Regions from separate parts of the Mus musculus genome. Here region 2 is linked to region 1. The links are chromatin contacts, called in public Hi-C maps. All regions are on one chromosome and are shown on one strand. Each heading gives the region's core, a stretch centred on a gene start, on an enhancer-like site or on the middle of the called end of the contact. The rest is flanking DNA. Distances are from core to core; before and after follow the strand shown. Region 1 overlaps Adra1d (adrenergic receptor, alpha 1d). Region 2 has its middle 44 kb from the start of Gm30986.

The links. Hi-C and Micro-C count contacts between places; a contact is called where the count stands out from the background.
Region 2: a contact with region 1 is called in a Hi-C map of muscle stem cells, with 1.7 times the contacts expected there. The contact joins two enhancer-like sites. A contact is called at or near these places in 1 of 15 datasets of contacts at CTCF or cohesin (the NIH/3T3 cell line), 1 of 484 Hi-C or Micro-C datasets (muscle stem cells) and 1 of 115 datasets of contacts at active chromatin or transcription factors (the NIH/3T3 cell line).

What each region holds. Positions count from the first base shown.
Region 1 is chr2:131,547,177-131,550,155 of GRCm38.p6, forward strand. The region is part of intron 1 of Adra1d (adrenergic receptor, alpha 1d); the gene reads right to left. The region is part of intron 1 of Gm39938 (a long non-coding RNA gene); the gene reads left to right. Among named protein-coding and RNA genes, the nearest start is that of Gm39938, 10 kb to the left of the region's middle. Within about 2 kb of position 1,380, at least 49 of the 459 cell types and tissues checked have an H3K27ac peak or open chromatin away from gene starts, as enhancers often do. A contact at or near this core is called in the NIH/3T3 cell line and muscle stem cells, where this site is marked.
Region 2 is chr2:131,694,982-131,697,960 of GRCm38.p6, forward strand. No RefSeq gene overlaps it. Among named protein-coding and RNA genes, the nearest start is that of Gm30986, 44 kb to the right of the region's middle. Within about 2 kb of position 1,535, at least 26 of the 459 cell types and tissues checked have an H3K27ac peak or open chromatin away from gene starts, as enhancers often do. A contact at or near this core is called in the NIH/3T3 cell line and muscle stem cells, where this site is marked.

The DNA of each region.
Region 1 (2,979 bases), core at 130-2,629:
ACTGCCTAAGCACAGAAAGGGAGAGGTTTGCTCAGTGCTCGGTACTGTAGAGGAGTCGTGAAACTGTGGTGCTGGCTCTGGGTGACAGTGTGACTACCAATGGGGCACAGGGCTGATCGTAGGCTCAGCGACAGCTTCCAACCATCTCAGACTTAGGCAGGATGGGACAGGCACGGAGCCTGTGGCTATCCTGTAGGGTGAGCTCACATCTCATCTAGGCTCCATAATGGAGGACCTTGAATTAAGGCACAGCTTTCCTTCAGTGGGGGAGTTAGAGCTCTGGTTATTTTTAAGCTGGTGAGAGACCCAGTTCAGAGCACAATACCCATGGCTGTCAAAATGTAGCCCTGTAGGGCTGTGCCCGGGAAAGTGTTGAGGAAAAGCTGGGATGGTTTTAGGTGGGGGAACAGAACACCAGACAAGTGCAAACGGGCACTAAGACCTGGTTTTCCACAAATATCTCCATTAGTATCCCCAATACGGACTCCAAGGAAGCCGTTCTCAGGGGAAGGAGACTGAGTGCAAAGGTGCTGCCTAGAGGTCACCTCTCACCTATCTCATCCTCAGCACAAGCGTCACTCTGGACAAAGCCTGCAGATCTGAGAGACAGAGAAGGCCAGGCATGGCATTCTCTGACAAATTCTCCCCCTGATTTACCCCAATATGGCAGAGACCCTTGCATATCACCTACTACCCACATGGAGAAACAGTTCCTGATGCTAAGAGATGGTGGAAGGAGAGGACAGTACCCACCACACAGCCCAGCCTTTTCCCACCTGCTCATGCTGCCCCTGGCAAGCTACTTGGCCACTGAAAGCCTCACTTTCTTTTTCTGTGAGCTGGAGACAATAATAATTCTCTGGATGGGATTCATAAATTTCAGGGCTCAGTGCTTAGCAGGATTTTAATCTAAATGTGTTGGGGTAGAGATAATATAGATCAGTACTAGAGAACTCATGCAGCATTTGAGAGCCCCAGGTTCAATTCTTAGAACAGCAAGCAAACTAACCCACCAAACAACCCACCTACCCACTCACCCACCCCTACTTATCCCTCCCCTGCCCTGTGGCTTTTCAGAGAGGTACCACAGACTTGGGAAAGGACTTACTGACTGTATCTAGAGAGCGGTCAGAAACAGTAGCTGAAATACGGCGGGGTTATGGGTACCAGGGCTCAGCAAGGCTTATTTCCCCCTGCAGAAGGGTTAGGCAGTCCCTGGAAAATGCCCGAAGGAAGGATCCTGTCCTGCAGGAAGAGCACCCTCAAGGATAGCATCCCTCAATGGCTGCAAAGTCAAGCCAAATGCTGGAAATGCCATTCTGACTCAGACTGCATTTTTTTCTGTTTAGCAGTGGCTGACACATCAGTGGACTATGTTGTCCAGTGGTTGTTGCCAGCCTGGTTTTATTCAGATATGTGGACAGCATGCCATGTTTTAGTGCTGTCCCAGTCTTACTGCAGACATTGATACTTTAATTTATGCACAACTGACTTTTGCAGAGTCTTCCTGGAACAGGGAATTTCTCACACCCGAAGGGGCTGGGATTCAAAGGCAGGCTTCCAGCCCCAACAATTTCCTTCTGCTTCCCTTGAGGTCTGACTTACTTTGAGTTTTCTCAGAAGCAAGCTCTGAGATAGGACAGGGTTCAAGTGCAAGCGTTTAGCCTGATAGTGAAACACCTTGGGTAGCTGCTGACTGGTAAGTCAGTTGCTAATGTGAGAAACTGAGGCTTAACCCCTAAGGGGAGTTTTGGGTTTTCCCACCAATGGTGAGGGATGTGGGTACCTAACACTCATCTCCATCATTCTCTAGCTGATTTCTTCACTAATTAAATTTCCCCACTTATATGGACTGCATTTTGGATGGGCTGCAAAAAGGAGTAAGTTACGGAAGCCTGTGGGTAAGAGATGCAGGCAGGCACTTAGGAGTGGGCCTGTGCAAACCGGAGATCTGAGGGAAACAGGTGGGCCCCACAGCCTCTGCCACAATCAGTTCTTACTCTCTTTCTAACCACGGTGTGCAGATATACTGCTTAGGATACTCAGGCTTCTTTGTTGCAGTCTGCCAGAGACAGCTGGTGGATCCACCAGCTGCTTTACCTGCTCATCCCCCATCAGTGCATCAGCTTTGTTACCGGTGCTGCGGAAGCTTGGCCCTCAGTGCATATTGAGGTGGGACAATGTGTAATGGATGGGGCCTTGTGGAAGGTAGGTGGTGGTGGTGGTGGTGGCGGGGGCAGCTCCATTCTCATGGAAGGGTTAATGCTGTCTGGTGGGAGTGGGCCAGGTCTTATAAGACTGGGATAATTCTCATGACACTGGGATATAAAGCAAGACCACCACATATATCTATTTCTCTTATACTCTGCCATTTCCCCTTCCATTCTCTTCCATTCTGTGTTGTTCCCATAAGCCCTTCCTAGATACTGATGATGATGTTGTCTGGGCTTCCCAGCTATCAGAACTGAGAGACAAATAAACCTCTTTTCTTTATAAGGTTGTTAATCTCAACTATTTTGTTATAGCAACACAGTACAGACTAAGGCTATGAAAGTCTCAATGGGTATACAGGAGTCTTGGGGCTGAGGCTATACCACTCTCAGTACTCGGGCACACTCCTCCTTGGTTCTAGTGGGCTCACTCCCCCATCCTGAACATCATTCTCTGATTTCTTATGGGTACAAAGCCCAGCTGGGCAAACTTGCTTTAGAAGTTGTTTTTACCAAGGAGGCTACTGTGTGCTGCCAGCTGTAGCCTCTACCTTTCTCCAGTCCCCCAGTGCTGCAGCCCTGCTCTGGCACTCTCTGTCTGCAGTGTGTCTTTGCATGAGCTATGTGGGCACTCTGTTCTCTGTGATGGCCTACCTTCTCTTGCTTTTGGGTTGTTACGCATGGTTGTCCCTGATGCTCTTCTTACATACCTGGCAGTGTGTAAGAAGTGACAGCTCCACACGGGGTGCCTTCCACCTACTTTCCGTTT
Region 2 (2,979 bases), core at 285-2,784, 150 kb after region 1:
ATCTGAATCATTTCACTCAGCACTGTGATTTGGGGGTCTAGCTTCAGCCAGTGGTTTACAAATTCTCCCTTGTGATGCCCTAGGGGCTCCACTTGTTGCCTCTCACCTCTAGTAAGTGAAAGATGCAGATGACAGAGCATCCTCCACAATGGCTCTTGCCCTTCATGTCAACTCATTCCTGTACAGGAAGTGGACTCTGTGCTAGGATCCTGTTCCACTGCCAAAATCCTAGGCTGCTGTAGATCAGAGGCAAGGTTCTTCCCAGCTCAGCAATCAGCTCCTGTGCATGGAAACATGGAAACCAAGGTCACTACTCAATAGCAGCAGGTCCTATGGGGGAGGCATAGGGGGTGGATGTGAGGTCACTGTAGATCCTGTGTGGTGAGAACCATGAGATGGGAGAAAACAGGAACCTTCTTCCTCTAATTGCTGGTCTGCCTCCCAAGTCTGTGATGGTGAGAGAATTTTATTCGGAGCACTTTTCCACGCTGCTTTTCTGGTGACAATGTGACATCCAGATCTGTGAGCTCAGAAGAGGTCAGCACCAGGTTAACACACAAACTTCAGGTGGGGTAGACATGATGGGGCGTTTGTTCTGACTTACCTTGGACTCACCCCTAGCTCATCCTAGGCCTGACTAGTCACAGGCCAAGTCTAGTCAGCATGTCCCAGGTAAGTGTAGTTTGGTTTGCAGAAGAGGATGGCTTCCCCTACAGAGCCAGAATGCCTCACCCAGGAAAGACTAGAGGCAGGCTTGGTGTACAAAAGGCTGGTTTGGTTTGTTGGTTAGACAGGGTGTCATGGTGTTGATACTTTATCCATGTCTGGGTATCTGCTCTTTGCAGGTTAGAAGTGGAAACACCAAGAGCCAATTTTTTTATACACAAGACAGCTAGACTTCCAGTCTGATAATGTGTGCGAGGTTAGCTCTGGAGAGGGTCTAGTACAGTTTTTTCAGGACAGTCCTCACTCACCAAAAGCACATAGAGAGACAGGTTTAGCACCAAGTGGCTGGTCTTGGGAGTAGATGAGCTTGTGTATAAGACACATCTCCAAGGTTGGCAAGGACAGGGCTGGCTGGTTTGGAGGAGCAGTTTTAGAACAGATGGAAAATAAAGCCACAGAGCCAAGGTCTGTGGATTAAGAGAGTAAATCCCAGCATCTTTCTTCTACCCACTCTCCTTCAGACATAGATCATTTAAATTTTACTTATTGGATAATTGGCAATGCATATGGTAAAAACACATTATATATGTGAGTGAAATTGCCAACAAGTAAACAAATAAAAGAATTTCCATAGTGAGGACTGTCACATGCTACAGCTATTTTTATTTCAATTTGCAACAATATATACTGTTTTGTTAGAAACGGTGTGTTAAAATTTTACAGCAGTAGAAAATTGTTGGTGGTGTTATGAGTATCATTTCTATGATCCATGCTGCCAAGACAAAGAGATGCCAAGTGGTGGGACTATTGCCCATGCTCCTGGCCTGAGTCATGGTCAGAAGCATTCAGGCCCACTCCTGTCTCCAGAGCCTTCCGCAGAACAGCAGCTGCATGCCTGCAGAGCTATCTGCTTCTCTGTTAGCAAAGTCCCCCTCCAGGTGTGACTCACCACTTCCCATCAGTCACCTCTCTCTTCTGCCCCTGACCTACGTGTCTTCCTAAGTCCTGATGCCTACCACAGCTTCTCTTTCTCTCTCATGACAGAAAACAAAGATGAGATAAGACCCTGTGCCCCTTTCTTTCTCGATCCACATCTCTCTGACCACAACCATGAAGAACAACCAAATTAACAATGAATCATGCTTTTCAGGATTGAGATTAAAGAAACATTTAAAATTCTATCTTACCTAGTTAAGGGAATAGACAATTTTACATATTCTTTTTATGGAAACATAAATCATGGTATTTTTTAACATTTATTTTATTGTTATTTTTGAGAATTGTATACATGAAATACATTTATAACATTTCCACTCACTCTCCCCTCTCCAACTCTTCTCCTATCCCCTCCTACTCCCTCTCAACTTTCTGACCTGTTCTTTGATTATTATTGTTACAGATAGACAGATAAATAGATGATAGATCCTGCTGAATTCATTTAGTACATATTTATTTAGAGATGACAAATTGGGATTGAATAATGTATCAGGTAGCTTGTCCTTGAGAAATCTGATTCTTTCTCTTTTAGTAGCCATTATTTGCTTGTAGCTCTTCTTCTAGTGGTGAGGCCTTGTGAGAGTTCCCACATTCGTGTTGGTACATCAACTGGCATTTTCATTGTACAGGTCTTCTTTAGGTGACCGTGTTGTTAACATTTTATAAATGTAGCTTAAGACACTACCTCACAGCAGATGTCCTGGTCCTCTGTCTCTTACAATCCTCCACCATGTCCTCTGAGGCTTGGGTGTAGAGGTTGTGTTGTAAATGTATAATAACATTTGGGGGTTAAGATCTCCACAGTTACTTATTCTTTACATTTTGACATGTTGTGGATTTCTGTGATTGTCTCTATCTGTTGTAAAAAAAAGAAACATCTTTGATAAGAGGTTAGAAACACAGTTACCTGTGGAGGTAAGGATAGATATTTAGAATGAAGCCGGGGATTATATTGGTTTAAGATTATGGCAGTGGTAGGGTCTCCTCTGTGGTCCTGACTTCACTGGCCATGCTTAGATGGCTAGGTTTACTGCACCAGGCATCAATTCCCTCAGAGTCGGCCTTAAATCCAATAGGTAGCTGTTGGTGACCCCTAAGATACAAATGCCACTACTGTACCCTTGAGAATATCATGCTTTGCTGTTGTGGTTTGGAGTCTTTCCGGTGGGTAGGTTTGCATTACTTTTTTCCCTTGGCAATTTACATAGCCCCTCAGGTGCTGTGAGAGTTAGTTTTAAGGGGAAGGCTTCCAGGTCAATTTCAGCTTTCTTCCTCCAATTATTATACCCAAAGTGTGTGGTCTCTTCAGCAATACTT